Linked DNA regions of Pan troglodytes: region 2 is linked to region 1. A link is a contact called in public Hi-C data. All regions are on one chromosome and are shown on one strand. Each heading gives the region's core, a stretch centred on a gene start, on an enhancer-like site or on the middle of the called end of the contact. The rest is flanking DNA. Distances are from core to core; before and after follow the strand shown. Region 1 holds the start of SH3D21 (SH3 domain containing 21). Region 2 overlaps COL8A2 (collagen type VIII alpha 2 chain).

What was found. A called contact is a pair of places that touch in the nucleus more often than the background predicts.
Region 2: a Hi-C map of stem cell-derived neural progenitor cells shows a contact between it and region 1, with 5 times the contacts expected there. The contact joins the enhancer-like site here to the promoter of SH3D21 in region 1. A contact is called at or near these places in 2 of 7 Hi-C or Micro-C datasets (blood and stem cell-derived neural progenitor cells).

What each region holds. Positions count from the first base shown.
Region 1 is chr1:194,682,349-194,686,625 of NHGRI_mPanTro3-v2.0_pri, reverse strand. It overlaps SH3D21 (SH3 domain containing 21), which reads left to right and starts at 1,822. Exons shown (of 13, transcript NM_001280359.1): 1 at 1,822-2,000; 2 at 2,232-2,322; 3 at 2,485-2,540; 4 at 2,633-2,678; 5 at 2,824-2,924; 6 at 3,104-3,190; 7 at 4,263-4,277. The coding sequence starts at 1,989. It overlaps THRAP3 (thyroid hormone receptor associated protein 3), which reads left to right. Exons shown (of 12, transcript XM_016959238.4): 12 at 1-74.
Region 2 is chr1:194,895,319-194,899,659 of NHGRI_mPanTro3-v2.0_pri, reverse strand. COL8A2 (collagen type VIII alpha 2 chain) reads right to left here. Exons shown (of 4, transcript XM_001158595.8): 4 at 1,031-4,341. The coding sequence ends at 3,363. Among named protein-coding and RNA genes, the nearest start is that of ADPRS, 8.0 kb to the left of the region's middle. Within about 2 kb of position 3,024, at least 9 of the 24 cell types and tissues checked have an H3K27ac peak or open chromatin away from gene starts, as enhancers often do. A contact at or near this core is called in stem cell-derived neural progenitor cells, where this site is marked.

The DNA.
Region 1 (4,277 bases), core at 573-3,072:
GGAAAATGAAAATCTCCCTTAAAATTTGTTTCAACTCCTCCTGCAAATAAAATAAATGAAGTGGCAGATGTAAACGGGCTCTGTTCATTGTCATCCTGAGTATGTGTGTGTGTTAAGGGTGGTAGATAACTTCCCACGGCAGTTTCAGAAAACCTGAAAGACAAAGGGCCTGTGGGACCTTGCGCAGGCTGCTGGAGTCCCAGACAGACACAGTCGTTCCTGGGAGGAGCATTGTGTACCTTGGACACCCCAGGAGAAACAGATTTTTTCCACTGGTGTCATAGGCAAGGACTTTGGCTTCCTTCGTGGTGGTGGGGCAGGGATCAAGGGATGTGGTTAGTAGGCTCAGCCTTCTACCTGAAAGAGCCTATCCCACATGGACTGGCCATAGGGTGGGCCCTAACCTTCAGACTCCTGCCGGCTGAGGACTCAACTGTGAGCAGAAATCTTGGAAGCTGGTAAAATTCATTCTCCCGGCCTAACTTCCAGGGAAAACCTGGAGGTGTTTTCTGAAACCAAACTAGACCTCTGGCCCCAAAGCAGGGGTCTTTGCTGTGTCCTTCCTATATGGGGGTAGAGAGTGGGTACGGGGCCAGAGAGGAGTACGCCTTGAAGGAAAGCAGACTGGAAGTGTCCACTCAAAGCTATTGCTGGTACAAGGGTAGCCACTTCATTCACTCAAGGCCGGTTTAGAGCGGTTGCTACCTGCTGGGGAGCCCCACCCTGGTATGTGCCTCTCCCCACCTTTTCCCCTCAAGCCAAAAGCTTGTGAGCTGGGGGAAGGTGGGCCTGGAAAGGCTCTGTGCAAATTGTAGCTGGGAGCCTCCGGGCAAAAGCTGAGGGAAAGGGAGAGGCGGCTGGCCTAAAATTTAGGTGGGCGGAAGAACCTGTGACGGAGCTGTGACCGCTGCACAGGCCAGAGACCCTGGAGTCCTCCTCACCCCGGGGTTGGGGGCCAGACCTGCTGAGCCGGGCCGCCCCCTCTCCACACCCACTCCCAGCACCTGGCCCGACCTATCGGCTGGCGGCTACGCCTACTTTACCCTACTGTCTTGCCTCAGGTCGCTCCCTGCGCGGGCCCAGTACTCGGCCGTCAGAGGGAGCTGCCAGGCTCTGGAGGGCGCCCCGGAAACCATGGGTAAGTGCGGAGGCTTTGAGGTGGCCTCTCTCTGCAACCGTGGACATAGCAAGAGCCCACACCACCCCCCGACCCCCGCTACCCTCTACGGTGCTTGGGCACACGCCCGCCCCAGCCAGGCTGCCCCGGCTGGGCCTTTCTGAGCCGCACGCCGGCCCCGTCTTCCGCCCGCAGAAGTCCTCGTCCTGGCCGGATACCGCGCGCAGAAGGAGGACGAGCTGAGTCTGGCGCCCGGGGACGTGGTCCGGCAGGTGCACTGGGTGCCCGCGCGGGGCTGGCTTCGCGGAGAGTTTGGGGGCCGCTATGGCCTCTTCCCCGAGCGCCTGGTGCAGGTGAGGCCGAGCCAGGGGCGGGCTGTGGGGTCTCAGCGCACGTCCCCCGGGAGCTGAGAGCGCCTTCCCCGTGCCCTGATTCCCAGGAGATCCCAGAGACCCTGAAGGGCTCCGGAGAGGCGCGGAGGCCGCGCTGTGCGCGCCGCCGAGGTGAGCGCAAGGGCGGGGACGGGCGCCGGTGGGCGGGTGCGCGGAGCCAGTGCGACCCCGGCGTCTCCGGCTCTTAGTGACGGGCGCGGCTCTGGGCGGGACCTCGGGGCCGCCCTGCGGTCTGTGATTGGTTCTCGAGTGCAATGCTCCGCCCTGGGGCGGGGCTGGAGGTACCAAGGGCTACGTGCGCGCCTTGCGCTTCCCCCAGCTCCTCTGACTGGGGCGTCCGACTGGAGTTCAGCCGCGCTTGTCCGGTGCTAGGTCATCCTGCCAAACACCCGAGGCCCCAAAGATGGTGCAAAGTGAACTTCAGCTACAGCCCAGAGCAGGCGGACGAGCTGAAGCTGCAAGCTGGGGAGATCGTGGAAATGCTAAAGGAGGTGAGGGGTGAGGTGATGGGACCGTTTGGGGGAGGATGATGGAACACGCCTCCCTAGTGAGCGGGGTGGGAAGTGAGGGTGTGGACGGTGGGAATGGCGACGGTGCAGATATGGGGAAGCGCGGGAGGGAAGGAGGGAGGAAGGGGCGCTTGGGCAGAACCAAGGGTGGCAGATTATCCTAGGGACTCTTGGGGCAGAACCAGACGCCTCTGCGTCCTCCCCTCTCCCCAGATTGAGGACGGCTGGTGGCTGGGGAAGAAGAACGGGCAGCTGGGAGCCTTCCCATCCAACTTTGTGGAATTGCTGGACAGTGGGCCCCCAAGTGAGACCTCGACTCTGTGACCCTGTGACTCGCAATCTCCAATGACCCTCCCAGTGGCATGAGCCTGTGATTCACATATCCTGACCCTGTGACCCCTTTGACCCTCTCCCATGACCTAACCTGTGAATTAGCACCCTCCCTAACCTCACTGTCCCCCACTAGGCCTTGGTAACCCAGACATGCCTTCAGTCAGCCCTGGTCCCCAGCGGCCTCCCAAGGTAAGTTGGCTCAGAGTGGGCACAGAGGTGGTGAGTTCCTCTTGGGGTGGTTGGAGGCTCATCTAGTTCCTCCCTGCCCCTTCCCCCACTAGCTGAGCAGCCTGGCCTATGACAGCCCTCCAGACTACCTGCAGACAGGTGAGCACCCATCCAAAGGGTCCCCCACTCCCTCAGCCACTCCCAAGGTTGTGACTTGGTGGGCCAGCTAGGCTGATGGAGGTGGGGGCTGCTGATGGATGGGGGAGGCTTGGTTTCAGAGGACAGTGGACTGACCTCTTCCCAGTCTCCCACCCTGAGGTCTACAGGGTCCTGTTTGACTACCAGCCTGAGGCCCCAGACGAGTTGGCGCTGCGGAGGGGGGACGTGGTGAAAGTACTCAGCAAGGTGTGCGAGGAACAGGGTGGGGGGGCCCAGGGAAGCGGGTGTTGAGAAAGGGTGGACCTGCACATGTACCCCCGGAATCTAAAATAAACGTTGAAATTATATCTATAAGAAGGAGTGGGACCCCGGAAAGGACCTTGGGGGACCTGGCTCACCTCCCCACTGGCGTGTTTCTTTTCCAGACCACAGAGGATAAGGGCTGGTGGGAAGGAGAGTGTCAAGGACGAAGAGGAGTTTTTCCAGACAACTTTGTACTCCCACCACCCCCAGTGAGTACAGAGCCAAGACACTCAGGTGGCAGGGGCAGGCTATTTTGGACAAAGGTGGGGATCATGGGCACTCTCCGGACCTAGCTGGAGGGTCACTAAATGAGGGTGGACCTAGACATGTGGGGGCTCCTTTTGGATTCTAATACCGGTTGAGTATCGCTTATCTAAAAGGCTTGGGACCAGAAGTGTTTCGGATTTGGGAATTTTTGCATATACATGAGATAGCTGCTGGGTGCCGTGGCTCACGCCTGTAATCCCAGCACTTTTGGGAGGCCGAGGCGGGTGGATCACGAAGTCAGGAGTTCAAGACTAGCCTGGCCAACATGGTGAAACCCCATCTTTACTAAAAATACAAAAATTAGCTGGGCGTGGTGGCATGCATGTGTAATCCCAGCTACTCGGGAGGCGGAGGTTACAGTGAGCCGAAATTGTGCCATTGCACTCCAGCCTAGGCGACAAGAGCAAGACTCTATCTCAAAAAGAAAAAAGAAAAAAAAGATAGCTTGGGAATGAGACCCCAACCTAAACACGAAATTCATTTATGTTTCATATACACCTTAAACCATAGCCTGAAGGTGATTTTGTGCAGTATTTTTAATAATTTTGTGCATGAAACAAATTTTGACTGAGACCTGTCACATGAGTTAGATCAGGTGTGGAATTTTCCACTTAAGGCGTTATGTTGGCACTCAGAAAGTTTCAGATTTTGGAGCATTTTAGATTTTTTTTTTTTTTCTTGAAGACAGAGTCTCGCTCTGTTGCACAGACTGGAGTGCAGCAGCAGGATCGCCACTCACTGCAACCTCCCCCTCTCAGGTTCAAGCGACTCTCCTGCCTCAGCCTCCAGAGTAGCTGGGATTACACGTGCATGCTACCATATCCAGCTAATTTTTGTATTTTTAGTAGAGACGGGATTTTGCCATGTTGGCCAAGCTGGTCTCGAACTTCTGTCCTCAAGTGATCCACTCCCAAAGTGCTGGGATTATAGGTGTGAGCCACCACGCCTGGTCTGCATTTTGGATTTCTGATTTTTAGATTAAGGATGCTCAACCTTTACTTCTTTTCGGCATAGATCAAGAAGCTGGTC
Region 2 (4,341 bases), core at 1,775-4,274, 210 kb before region 1:
TTTTCTGTTCTCAGAGCCTGACTTCCCCAAACAGGAGCTAGGCCCAGCTGGGCCAGGAACAGGAACCCTGTAGAAGGATCCAGAGGGCCCTGCTATCATCAGACTACCAACCTTTGGGTGGGGAGGGCACATCACAGGGGCCCCGGGTGGACTGAGTGCTGTGTGCCTCCTCCTGTATCTTGGGACCAATCAAAAGCCTTTCCCTGCAAGGAAGTTTTACACAGCATGTTTTTAGAGATGGGGTCTCACTCTATTGCACAGGCGATCCTCCCACATGGGTTCCCAAGTATCTGAGATTAGCATCCATTCTGAAGAAGGGAAAATTGAAAGGGGGAAGATGCCTCCCCTCAAACTCCAGGGACATTCTCTGAGCATCCAGCCTCAGTGGCTAGCCGAGCATGTGCAGTCTGCAGCTGCCCTGCGGTTTCAGCACTCTCGGGCAGATCTGTTTTAATGAAGATAGGGTTCTGGCTAGGCTGAGGACTCTTCAAGACACAGATTGCTTCAGGTCTGCCACCCAGACCCCCGGCGCCAGGGACAGATCTTTCGTGGCTGAGATGGCAGGCTGTGAGCAGGTGCTTTCCGCCCAGGACAGCTCCCCCAGCCTGTCTTCAGCACTGGGCCTGACACTAGCCCAGCCCTTAGGAGCAAAGATTCATGATTTCATTCATAATTTGTATCAGATGTTGAAACTTGGCCCTCGGACTACTGAGCCAGCTGTCATGCTCCACTAGCCCTGAGAGCTTGCAGGAATATTCCAGTAAAGATTGAGCCATCGCCCCCAGCTCCAGCCACTACCTGCCTTTGGTTTCTTAAAATGCCTCCTGGCATTTGCCTGGCGCATGGCCTCAGCAGCTTGCGAGCATCAGGCATTTGTGATGTGGTGGTGACAGAAATCCAGGTTAGGGAGCTGGTGAGGAGTGCATGATCCTTAAGAGCAGGCACACAAGCCCCAGAGAGCTTCCTGGACACCTTACAGAACCCAGAGGCTTGAGATACCTCTGTGTCAGTATCAATTTCAGCACAGTGCTGTTTTATACAACAGGTTTTATTGAGGATGTGTCAATACAGTTAACATGGTTGCTTGTCTTTTCAAAAAGAAGTTCCATTTTCTTTGATTCCCAAGTGCATTTTTCCTGAATCTTCTGTGATACAGGGCACATGATAGTACGGTATGTAGAGAGCTAAGCTTCCTATACCAAGTTAGAAGTGAAATGACTAGTGGAAAACATTTAAACTTTAATCTTAAAAAAAAAATAGGAATCAATATAAAAATGCACAAGGTAATGTCGTTTTCATAGTTAAAATCTGACATTGTTTATCAAAGCTAGTCAGTTAAGTGGACACCTGCAACTCAAATCCCATAAACATTTTAGAAACGCCAACCACCCCTCCTGAAAGGTTTGAGGAATGAAATTTGGCAGAAGCTCAGCTCTGTGAAATAGCTCCCGTTTTTTTTCTTGGGACCCTACTTAGTTCCGTGGGCTCCCATTGGGAGCTGATTAATTTCTGCCAATCAGAACCCATCCCTAACACATCAGATGATAGTGGCTTTGACCTAGGGAAGAAGAGGTTGAGCAAAGAACCCCCACCAGGTATGGTTTGAGAGTCCTTAGTTGGTTTTCTTGGGCGTTAGGTAGTAAGAAATCCACCAGGAACCCCAGCCAAAACCTTTTCAAGTGTCACTTGGGCAGATTTGGGTTATCATTTCTCCTTTTGAAGAAGTGAGCAAACAGCCTGCTTTGTTTGGAGAAGTTGTGGGCAGGGGAGGAGGGTTGGCAAGGAGCCTGAAGGAACCCACTGCTCAGCCAGTCAGAAGTCAGCAGCCATCCTCCATTTTCAACATGGACCGCCTGGACACAGCCAGACTTGGAGCAGTGCAACGAGATCACAGACCGAATGACCCCAGTTCACACTTGGTACAAGGAGTGGGGCTGGCCTGGCGAGGGCCGAGCGCGAGGCCCTGCAGCTGCGGGGAAAGTGGCCATCTTTGCACGAGCAGGAATGTCCACCACTCCCAGCACTCATCTCAGCCTTATCCACTCCGCTTGACGTAGGGACTGAGGGGTTGGGAGGGGCATCCTGCCTGTTTCCTGCAGAGGAGCTCTGATCGGGGAAAAGGGCAGAAACGTCCAGAGCCAACTCATTCCAAAGGGACCTGTTGGCACCCTTTCTCTCCCAGCCTTAGCCTCCTGGGCCCTAGTCCTGCTTAGAACAGGAAATTGGAACCAGAGGGTGGAAGGAGAGGAAGCCCCCACAGATGAACCCCTCTCGTACACACATACACCCACCATATGGTTCTTATTAAGGAAAAGGAAGTGGGAGCCGTCTTCATCCCCCGGCTCGCGTGCACCTTGTTCAGAAGGCCAAACGAGAGGTGCTCTGCCTTGGGGATACCTGGCTGGGGTGGCAAGGATCCTCTTACAATTTTGTATTGAGAAAACCAGCCCAGCCCGCAGCAGGTGGAAGGGGAGAAAGGGAAGAGTGCTCATGTTTGCTGATGGTCGATTCTGCCTCCGCCACCATCTGCACTAGATACTTCTAGACACTTCACAGAGGTTGATCTTTCTGGCCTGTAGGTGTCCCAGGGGCCTCTGTGCTGCCCTCAAGCTAAACAGCCAGAGCTGGCCGGGGCAGCCCGGGAGAGACGGGGATGAACGTGAAGAGCTGCCTCCTGCCCCAGGTCTGTGCCCCAAGCCCTCACAAACTGCCTTCCCCATGGCTGCCACTGGAGCAGTGAAAGGGGGTTGCCCTTTCCCAGGGCAACAGGCACTGTGCCCACCATGGACACGTCTGATGCCGCAGCATCACCATGGGGGCTGCAGTCCTGGCAGGGTGTCCACACTCGCCACCTCGATGGTCCCCTCTTCTCCCTTCCCCTTGGAGGAAAACCCCACAGTCCTTAGTCCACTGTCATATGCTGGAGGTCCCAGGGGGAGCTGGAGGAGCCCCAGCCAAGGGCTGTGAGGGAGGCCGTGCCCCTTTCCTCCAGCAGGTGCCATCAGGGAGCCAGTGGGAAGGGCTGTCTCCCCACGTGGCGGGGTGGGGAGTTGAGCTCCCTCTCGGCTCCTTCAGGGCCCAGCAGAGGCCAGGACTCACAGGGGGCTGGGCTGTGTGCCTCAGGGCCCATGGGGTGCAGCCCTGACACTGCACAGACATTTGGGGGAAAGAAACTCAGGCCAGCCCCTTCCAGAAACAATCTCAGCCTGCATGCAGGGAGAAAGCAAGTTAGTCTCCTCGGGCCAAGGCCACGGCCGCCTCTGTTCAGCTTTTGTTTTTTTTTTCCAGGAGGTTCTTTGTAATTGAAAAGGTCGCTCTACGACTAAAGGGGAGGAGGCCAGGGCAGCAGGGCCCCCCGCGGGTTATGTGGGGCAGAGCAAGAATCCTGAAAAGGAGGAGTGGATGTACTCCGTGGAGTAGAGGCCGTTGGCCTGGTCCGACGGCATCTGCACCCAGACCTGGTCGTTGGGCCGCAGCTGGAGCACGGCTCCACCAGACGCCTGGTCCAGGTAGCCCTTCTTATACTCATCGTAGGTATAGGTGGCCGGCACGTTGTTCTTGTACAGGGCCACCCACACGTTGGTGCCCTTGACGTGCACATGGTAAGCAAAGTAGTAGACGCCGCCCACAGGGCAGGTGAAGATGCCAGTGGCTGGGTTGTAGCCGCTGTGGCCATTGTAGAGAGTCCGGTCAAATTTCACGGGCATGCCCGAGGCGGGGAAGGGCGAGGTGAGCACCGCAGTGAAGGCCGGTGTGGCATGGGCAGACAGCTCGCCCAGCCCAAACTGTGGCTTGCCCCCCTTGCCCAGCACGGCACCCTCCACACCGCCGTTGGGCAGGTGCAAGCCTGCGATGCCAGTCTCATCGAAGGCCCCAGGGGCACCAGGGGGTCCCGGGGGCCCGGGAGGCCCCGGAGGGCCCGTGATTCCAGGGGAGCCAGGGACCCCTGGGGGCCCCGTGGGCCCAGCCGTGCCAGGTTCCCCTGCTCTCCCCTCTCCAGGGGGCCCTGGCAGGCCTGGTTCCCCCTTCAGGCCTGGCAGGCCTTGGGGCCCAATAGGGCCAGCTGGACCCTGGAGTCCTGGGATTCCTGAGGGACCCCTCAGGCCAGGCTGCCCAGGGAGCCCCAAGTCACCTTTCTGCCCCAGGGCTCCTGCCACCCCTGGTCCTCCAGGGCGACCCGTGAAACCCGGCTCACCCTTGGGCCCAGTTGGTCCAGGGGGTCCATGGGCCCCAGGAAGTCCCCTCTCACCTGGGACCCCTGGTTTCCCAGCCAGGCCACTAGGCCCCTGGTCACCTCGAATGCCAGGCACTCCTGGGGGTCCTCCAGGCCCTGCCTCACCC